3 separate regions of the Ovis aries genome follow, and all the other regions are linked to region 3. A link is a contact called in public Hi-C data. All regions are on one chromosome and are shown on one strand. The core of a region is the stretch at or near the end of the contact, and the rest is flanking DNA. Distances in the headings are between cores, read along the strand shown.

What was found. A called contact is a pair of places that touch in the nucleus more often than the background predicts.
Region 1: a Hi-C map of hypothalamus shows a contact between it and region 3, with 4 times the contacts expected there. The contact joins the enhancer-like site here to the promoter of NFKB2 in region 3. A contact is called at or near these places in 10 of 16 Hi-C or Micro-C datasets (blood, hypothalamus, liver and 4 more).
Region 2: a contact with region 3 is called in a Hi-C map of blood, with 2.5 times the contacts expected there. The contact joins the promoter of ELOVL3 here to the promoter of NFKB2 in region 3. A contact is called at or near these places in 4 of 16 Hi-C or Micro-C datasets (blood and liver).

The regions. Positions count from the first base shown.
Region 1 is chr22:22,944,795-22,947,730 of ARS-UI_Ramb_v3.0, reverse strand. The region is part of intron 3 of SUFU (SUFU negative regulator of hedgehog signaling); the gene reads right to left. Among named protein-coding and RNA genes, the nearest start is that of TRIM8, 54 kb to the left of the region's middle. Within about 2 kb of position 1,425, at least 11 of the 54 cell types and tissues checked have an H3K27ac peak or open chromatin away from gene starts, as enhancers often do. A contact at or near this core is called in hypothalamus, where this site is marked.
Region 2 is chr22:22,639,381-22,642,402 of ARS-UI_Ramb_v3.0, reverse strand. It overlaps ELOVL3 (ELOVL fatty acid elongase 3), which reads right to left and starts at 1,749. Exons shown (of 4, transcript XM_012102841.5): 1 at 1,464-1,749; 2 at 435-566. The coding sequence starts at 1,564.
Region 3 is chr22:22,788,213-22,791,454 of ARS-UI_Ramb_v3.0, reverse strand. NFKB2 (nuclear factor kappa B subunit 2) reads right to left here and starts at 1,462. Exons shown (of 23, transcript XM_042238744.1): 1 at 1,346-1,462. It overlaps LOC121817625 (a long non-coding RNA gene), which reads left to right and starts at 94. Exons shown (of 5, transcript XR_006057642.2): 1 at 94-1,891; 2 at 2,012-2,120; 3 at 2,402-3,180.

The DNA.
Region 1 (2,936 bases), core at 176-2,675, 160 kb before region 3:
TTTATACAGAATGTCCCGAGTAGGCAAATCTATGGAGATAGACAGATTAGTGGTTTCCTAGGGCTGGGTTGGGTAAGGGGGAATGGGAAGTGACTGGTCTGGGGCTGCTTTTTGGGGTAATGGTCTCACAGCTGTGAACTACAGAATATGTGAATTATATTTCTGTAAAGGTGGTTTTTAAGAAGAAGAAAGAAAATACAGCCGGTAAAAGGGAAGAATCTCGAGGGAGAAGAAAAGTGGAATAAACAAGGCCCCTGACGGTCGCTACTTTCACAGGTAAAGTGGCCTGACCTGGGAGAAACCTGAGTCGTGGTGCCCAGACTTCACAGCATTCTATGGTCCACCTATACGATCACCCACCCCATTTTCATTTTCTACAAACAAGGAAAGGATCCTCAAGATTGCCCAAGGTTGTGGAGCAAGCCAGTGAGGATGGGCACAGCGCAACACTGCCCACACTTCTGAGTCACCCGTAACATCCATCAGGATTTTCAACATATCTGTGTACACCCATCCCATTGCCTACCTGTATTTCCCTCCTAAAATTGACTCACTTTTTTAAACCAACAAACTTACTTTAAAAGGAAATGTCATATCACTATACTACATAAGGAAAACAGAAAACCAATCTTGCTCGTCATAAAGTGGAAGATAATTTTGATAACTTCAAAATAATTTAACGAAAAAAGTTAATAATTTATAACTGATACTGCTGCCTATCTAACATTGTTAAAAACTGAAATAAACAAGGATCAAAGACTGTTAAAGGTTTAAAGAGTCATATCAAACTGACAAACTCAGCAGGATTGAATCAGAACTGAAGAGGGAAGACAGTCCTCACCAGTCACAGTATTGAGTGTTTTGTCCAGTTATCGTCTAAAATCTCTTGCTGGCTTTGGCAACCCTGGCCAACTGGCTAATTTTGCAGGTGGGAAGGCTTTGTCCTATTTGCCTCTGCTGCGTGCTTGCTCGTGCTAAGTCACTTTAGTCGTGTCCAATTCTGTGTGACCCTGTGGACTGTAGCCCACCAGGCTCCACTGTCCATGGCTCTCCAAGCAAGAGGAGTGGGTAGCTATTCCCTTCTCCAGGGGAGTCTTCCCTACCCAGGGATCAAACCTGTGTCTCTTACATCTAACCTGCACTGGTGGGCATGTTCTTTACCACTAAGTGCCACCAGGGAAGCCTATTTGCCCCTGTGACCCTGGGCAACTTGTCCAATCACAGTCTCTAAGCCCTTCCACATCTGTAAGTAGGAAATAGTGTGCCTACTCAGTGCGTGTTGCACTGGAGCATGTTATCACTCCTGTACTGGAACACTGCTACTTCCATCTAGGTCTAAGTCCCTTTACCAGAAAACAGGACAGGCCACAGAACCTGTAGCTAATAGCAACTGCCAGTAGGTGGCACCATTGCTCCTGGATTAAGGAAGAGTGTGGCCAGCTCCCTCCAGCGCCCCACCTCTAAGCAGACTTTGGCTGGAAACAGGGAAGAGGCTATAGAGGTTTGGAGTTATGACCTTTATTAACCAGAATTAACATCAATTTAAAACTACATGCTGTACAAAGCTACACTGTTTAAATGAAATACAAATGATGAAAAGCAACTCTGTACAGACAGTTTGGGAAGGGGTTGACTTTAGTCAGCTGGGAGACAGACCCAGGTTGCAGTTCCAGAACCAACACACCAGCCTGTGTGATCCGGAGTGAGACGGTCTTAACTACCCACAGAAAGGTTTAGAGAGCACGTATTTAACAACCTCCCAGACCTGCCTGCTGGGGGAACCAGACTTTTGAGCTCTGCTGTGGCTAAGAAACAGTCTTTCTTAACAATGAAAGAGCCTTGGTCACAGTTTTCAAGCCTGGGACAAAGCCACAATGGGCTCATTCTTGAGTCCGGCCTGGTCTTCATGCCCCGGATGCTCAGCCCCATTTTGTGTGGAGCCACCACGGCCTCTGCTCTCAGGCCCAGCGCCCACCCTGGGAAGGCCTCAGCCCCGGAAGAGGGGTTTTCAAATGCTAATATTGCCTCGGTTGGAGGCCCAGCTGTTCAGCACAGTGGTTAGAGGAGTTCGCTCCCTCTCCCTTCCTCTCTTTGGTCCCCTCAAGTGTCCTTACCCAGACATCCCCAGGAACCCCACCCAAACTGCACAGCAGAGGGGCTGCCAGGAGGAGTGAAGGTGGGCAATTCCAGGTGAGGCCTGGAGGCCACTTCACATTCCCTCCCTCTTTCTCTCCACTCTGCCTCCCAGTACCGTGTTGTAGTACCATCCCGCTGCTGCAGCCTGTTTGGAAAATTCACACCACTCCAGGGTGGCATAGGATCCAAAAAATACTCGCTTCAGTTCTGCCCCTTGCTCAGTTTAAAGAAAGCTTTCATCACTGGATGTCTCTTTCTCCAGTAACAAACAACTCCCTGGCAAGAACTCTTAAAAGGTTGGCGCAGGAGGGCGCGTATGGCTGTGCAGCTTCTAACTGACCCCTTGAATTGGCTGTCACCCTACCCCACCTCGCGAACATCCAGCTTTAGTCATGGTGGTTTGAAGTTGGACTGTGCTAGATAGAAGTTAGCAAAATCTAGGGAAATGGATTGCAGAAGAAAACAGCTATTGTTTGCAAAATAATGAGTGCTGCCTTTAAAACACTGAGAAACAAATGTGTTCTTCAAGAGTTCTTAAGTCATCCCAACTCTGAAGAGTGACTGTCTCCGTTCTGTGTGGAAGTATAGGATGAGCTCCCCATCTCCCCCACCCCCCATCTCAGTGGCCAGAATCCATAAGCTTGGTCTGAGGAGAACGGGTTAATGTTGTCTCCTGGAGCCTCAAAGACAGGGTTTCTCGTGGCGGATGCCAGAAGTACCCATGCTTGAGGATGGTTACCTGTGTTCCAGACATGAAGAGCAAAGGCAGGAAACCCAGCTGAACTGGGACAGGTGTCAAA
Region 2 (3,022 bases), core at 500-2,999, 150 kb after region 3:
CTGAAAACTGAACTAGGGAGTAGGGTTCATAGGATGGGTAGGAGCCTGGAAGGAGACAGGTGGCAGGATAGGGGTGATCAAAGGAGTCTGGGGGGAATATGGGAAGAAGGGGCTGGGGAAGTTATTGGAAGGTCTTGGGAGAGAGTGTTAGATGCAGAGAGTATTAGAGGCTGGGGAAATTGTTGGAATTATCCAGACTCAATGAGCACAAGAGGTCTCATGAGAGAGAGGAGAGACTACTAGTCTAGGAACTGGAGAAGAAGGAAAACAGGTGAGTGGAACCTGGGGAGAGGAGTCAGAGCTGAGAGAACAGAATAAGGAGAGAGTTAGGGGGCAACTTGGGCAGTTGATGCAATTGAGGTTTTTAGAGAGCTTTTAGGGATAGAATGAGGGTCTAGGGTCTATAAGATAGGTTGGAGTGGGGAAAGTCTTACCTGAAGACTGCAAGGCAGAAGGACCAAAGGATGAGAGGTCTCTGCAGGTTGAAGCCCTTCTGTGACTTCATGTAGTTTTGCCCCACGAAGATAAGCAACAGGTAGATCAGAACTATGGCGAATGAGGTTGCCCTGGCAGGCAGAAGGCAGAGCGGATGGGCTTATGGGTGGGAGCTGGTTAGAGGAATGCCCACTCATACCTCCAGGTCAGTGCTCTGGATTGGAATCCTACTTCTGCCACTTACTAGCTGTGTGACACTGGGAAACCTACTTCCTTCTCTGAGGGTCAGTTTCCTTATTTGTAAGAGGGGAATAACACTCCTCTCCTGACAGTGTTAATATATGTAAAGTACTTTACACAGGGCAGCAGCTATAACCAAGGTTCCTGGGGTTGGGAGTGGGTGACAGCTGCTGGTCCATTTCTAGAAGCAATCCAAGGCTGTGATGTACAAAGAATGTGGCAATAGCTTTTGCCTGTTTGGTCATAGCAAATTGGCTGGAGCTCTGAGGGGCTCTAGGGCAAAGTCTGAGGAAATTTTGGAAGAGTATCCAGATTTTGCCTCCTTCTCCACAAGCAGGGATGATGGAACATTTGAGGAATAAGATGATAACTGTGAAGAGCAGTCCTCAGGCATCAGCACATGCACGCATGCGCACACATGCAGCCACAAAGGATGGAGAGTCGTCTATAAGGTGGGTGGGAGTAGGAGTTCAGATCAACCCCATTCTTCAGAGACCAGTTCTCACTACACTTTTCCCCGCTTGGTTTCTTTCTCCTCCCAAATTCTTCATCCCATCTTCTTATTTCTGCCTTTCTTTCTTCCAGATCTAACCTCTTTGAGGTGCCACACTACCTGTACCTTGGACAACAGGGACGTGAAGCCAGTACTGGGGAATCCGATACATTTACTCCTTAGCAAAATCTCTGTGGGCATTCTGTCTCGCCCTCCCCCATTCCACCAATCCCCCCAAATAGCGGTCATCAGAGTTGGGCCCCTAACATGGCCCTTCCCCTTCTACGAGTCTCACCAGTACTCCTCCAAAAAGGGCCTCATGTCCCGGAATAGCTCGAAGTTGTAGGGCTGGAACATCTGCTCTATTTCATCTGAGGTATTCACTGTTGTGACCATTTCGTTTTGCAGTCGCTGAGGCCGGGAGCTGGACGAAAGCTAGGGGACGGAGGATGGAGAGAACCTTGGGGGCAGGACTGACTAGATCCAGAACCCAAGGAACTCCGCAACAAGCCAGAGCCTCAGATGCAGGCACGTGCGCTGCAGTCCAGCCGGCTTCCACAGCCGCGGCCACCGCAGTATATAACGCGAAATTGCAAAGCAGCTGTCCTAGGCGCCGCGGCCCCCTCCCTGCTCCCAGCCTTCATCCAATCGCAACAAAGATACCCCCCAGTCCCGCCCCTGGGCTGCAAGCCGCTCTCTGATTGGTCATTCTTAAGGACAGCACCCCAGAAGCCTCCCACTACCTTAGACCTTCGCCACCTTCCCATCTTCTCGCACACCTCAACTCTGATGTGCTTAGTTTAGCCACTGTGGCTTTGGAGTTACTGGGGTGTGACAGGCTTCTCCTGGCACTGCCAACAATAACCTTTGCCTCAGTTGGTTTCAGTTCTGACCTATCTGGCAATGAGGAGAGAATGAAGGTGTCCCCCGTTTCTCTGGTGCCCCCATTCGGAGATAGGGTGTCAGTTTCCCGCCTCCCCAGACCCTGGGAAGAAAACCAGGCTGGGGATGAGGGGAAAGGGCAGCAAAGAGCCCTTCCTTCTGGAAGGCTTCCTTCTGGTCTGCAGTTGTAAGTGGGAGGGAGATGAATTGTAACGAGTTTTATTGTCGAGGTAGTTGGTGTTGATGTTTGGAGAGTGGGTTGTTGAGGCTGTTGTTTCTTTACAGCTTCCTGAATTCCTGCCGGCTCCAGCCTGATACTCAGTAATAACCCTGGGAAGGAAGTGGGGTCACCCTCTGGGCTTCTGGGATTATTGTCTTCAGGCTTCCTGGAGACTGCCAGGGGTTTATAGAAGAGGAGGTGATGCTCATCTCCCAGTATCCTGTGGTTCTTCCCTAGTCTATGTTTATCTAATCAAATCTACTTTTTCCTTGCCTGTGTACCCAGCCCCAAATAAATAAACATTAAAAAAATTTTAAGATCTTACTCATCTGTCTCTTATTTCTGTCCTAGACTTTATGAAAATGAGGGGCAAATACAAGGCTTGAAGGCAGTTTGAGACACGATGGAGATATGCAAAACAAATGCTAAGAGAAATAAATACAAAATATTTAAAATCATGAAGCGGCTATAAATGGTTATGTGCAATAAGACCACAGGCTCTGTAACCAGAGGACGTAGGTAGGAATTCCAGTTTCACTTCTCAGCTACTGTCTGAGCTAAGGGTGAGTGGGAAGTCCTGCCATACTAGCTCAATGACTCCCAAGTACATCCCTTTGTCTCTGTTTTGTGTCATCTTTCACCTGATTACTACAGCCAGCACCTCTTCATAATTAGTTGACACTTCCTTCTCTAATATAGCACTTTCTATTGCATTAGGGGAAAAAAACAGTACCCAAACCTGGCATATCACC
Region 3 (3,242 bases), core at 213-2,712:
GAACAGCTTAGGAAAGTCCCGAAAATACCAGGGGGAGGCGGGGCCAGGGGGCGGGCCTGGAAATGACGCCACTGACCACGCCCCCGGGCGGGAGGGGCGCGAGGTCGTCTCTTCGCTGGCCGGAGAGCGCCTGCAGCGTCTCTGCAAGCAGAGGGGCAATCAAACCCAGGGAAGGCCCCGCGGGGTTGGGGGGGCACCCCCCTCCTCTCTCCAGGCCGGCGCCGGGGACTGGGGGTCTTTCAAGGCCGGAGGAAGCTCCTAGTCCGGGGACCGGCCCCCCCGCCTTCCCCCTCCTGGAGCAACCTTGGGATTTTCTACCCTCAGGGAGGCCACGGCTGATTCACCCCGGGGGGTTTTGGGGGGACATTCCTGCTGTAGGAAGGCCTCCACCCCGAAGGCCTGTAGGTGGGGGCTCTTCCGAGTAGAGGGCCCCGGGGTTCTGTCCCGAGAAGCAGTCTCTGAGGCCAAGGGGCCGGAGGGGGTGTTGGGATGGGCACCTCCATTCCCTCTTCCCGAAAATCTCAACAGTCGTTGATTCCCACACCGCACCTGCTTTGGGTGCCCCGCCCCCGCCCCTGTCCCATGGCCGTATGTAACACTTGTACAGGTGTCTAATATGTTTCAGCCCATGTGCTTGCGCATTGTGTGCATGGCGTGGACATGCGTGTACAGGTGAGAGTCCTTAAGCTTATTAGTGTGGACACATGTCAGCGTGTATCTGAGGGCACAGGGGAACCTGTCGTTGAGTTTCTGCGTGGAGGGTGTGTGTCCAGGCACCTGTGCACGGGTGAGTGTGTTTTGCGTATGCATGTATGTGCGAGTCTGAATGCATGGGCGATCCTGTGCACCTGCGGCATACGTGTAGATGGACGTACGGCCCATATCTTTGTACAGGATATCGATGTGTATCCGCATGTCCTGTTCGTATGCGCGCTCTCTGAATGCGCAGATGCCGCTCTTCAGCTCTAAGGCTCGGTCAGCTAAGGACCCTCCTCCCGCCCTTGCCGGTGTCCCACCACCCAGGGGTCTGAACCCGGCCACTCACCGCGGCGGTGGCTCCGGTTCAGGATTCTCTCCCGGCCGGACCCACCTCGGACGGGTCGCGACACCTCTCCCACCACCAGGACTCCAGCCGGGAAAGCCCCTTTTCCGCCCCCGGGAGGGGGGAATTCCCGTGACGTTTCCGTGCGTCACTCGCCATGCCCTTTTTCATTGGCTGAAAGTTTAACTCCTGGACTTACACAGCCAATCGGGAGTGACTCAGGGGCGCCCCTTGGAGGAGAAATATTTGTGTAGCTCTGGAAGCCAGAGTGAGAATGACCCTCAGACAGGCACTAGCTCTAACCTGGGGACCACCCCGCTGCGGGATCCGCTGACCGAGCGCCATTCCCCAGCCGAGGCACCTGGCTCCGGTCTCCTCACACCCAGGCCTGTCCAAGCCGGCTGGCAGCCCCTGCTGCTACTCGGTTTTATGCTGCGCCTAATGCTCGGCCACCTCTGAAGTCGGGGAACCCCAGGGGGAAGCTGATATGCCTCAGCCCCTCTGGTCCCGCCCGGAGCGGGGCCCGGCTGCCGGGAAGACTTAGAGGAAGAGGAAGGAAGTTAATCTTGCAGTAGGTTCTAGAGTGCCATCTGGTGGCCCCTCTGGAGCCTCAAGGAGACTCCATAATCCTCTGTCTTCCCGGGAAGAAAGTGTCTGGACCTGAAACTTGTTTTGTAAATGACAGGTTAACAGCTGGCCAGACTTTCAGACCTGAGCTCAGGAGGTCTTCCGAGGATAAGGGAAAGGAGGTATTTATCTGGGAGACTCAGGCCTTGCTCATCGATCACGGAAGTTTGGAATATTAGAGTTGAAAAGTCATCCAAAATTATTAGTTCAAATGCCTTTGATGTAAGAAATTACCTTTTTATATAGTTTTCAATGTCTGCTTACTTTAAATATATATATATTTGGCTGCACTGGGTCTTAGCTGAGATCTTTGTTGAGATCTTCTGTCTTCATTGTGTCTAGTTCCCTGACCAGGGATGGAATCTGGGCCCCCTGCATTGGGAGTGTGAAGTCTTAGTCACTGGACCACAGGGAAGTCCCTGCCTGCTTAGATACTTCTAGCAGCAGCAAGGTCAGTACAGATTTTCACAAAGTATTGACCTCTGGGGCTGGACATTTCTGGTTGATAGAATTTCTTTTCGGGAGGTGCCATGAATAATCTCCATTTTTGGAGGTGTCCTCCCTTAGGCTCACCATGGTAGAACATAGGCTGTTGTTTCAAATCTTGCCTGCAGCTTGCCCCTGACCTTAATTATGGAATTACAGGCCTGCAGTAGCTCTGCATAAAGGGAGACTATTGTGGCCCTTGATTTGGGTAATTTCCTGTCACTTCCCTCTTCATCTTGCCTGCAGATTGAATGTGCCAGATACTATGGGAAGATGTATGTGTACTCAGTTGCTCAGTCATCTCGGACTCTGCAACCCCATGGACTGTAGCCTGCCAGGACTACCTCTGCCCATGAAATTTTCCAGGCAAGAATACTAGAGTGGATCGCCATTTCTTTCTCCAGAGGATCTTCTCAACCCAGAGATTGAAACTGAGTCTCTTGCATTTCCTGCATTGGCAGATGGATTCTTTACCCCTGAGACACCAGGGAAGCCCAAACTGATAAAGTTAAGACTCAGAGAGGAGAAGTAACACAACCAAATACATGGCTTGACAAGGGACAGAGTGAGAATCAAACCCAGTCTCTTAACTCTAGCACAAAGCTCTTCACCCTAAATTTGTATAAAGCAAAGCAGGTCTTCCCACCCCATTGTGAGACTTTAGACTTGGGTAGGAGTAGGTAAGAGTGGGAGAAATGGTCATAGTCTAGGTAGATTTGAAAGTCAGGGGCAATAAAACTTGCTTAGGAATTGGGTGTGGGATGTTGGGAAGGGGTGTTGATATAGGAACCTAGAGTTGATGAGGGGTAATTGTACATTAAGTCAGTGTAATGGATGGTATCTGAAGTTTTGACAGTGGTCATCATTACCCCACGATTGAATTTAGAGAAAAGGAGTTGACAAGCACTACACCCTGGGACATTCTGATGTTGAGAAGCTGTGGAGATGAGGAACCAAAAGAGGAAATTGAAAAGACATGGTCAGTGAGGCAGAGGAGAACCAAGAAAAACCCATGTCTCAGCCAGGTGAGAGCATTTCATGGAGGGGGTGGTGAACTATTTAGTTGAATTAAAGCTCCTCAGCTGAA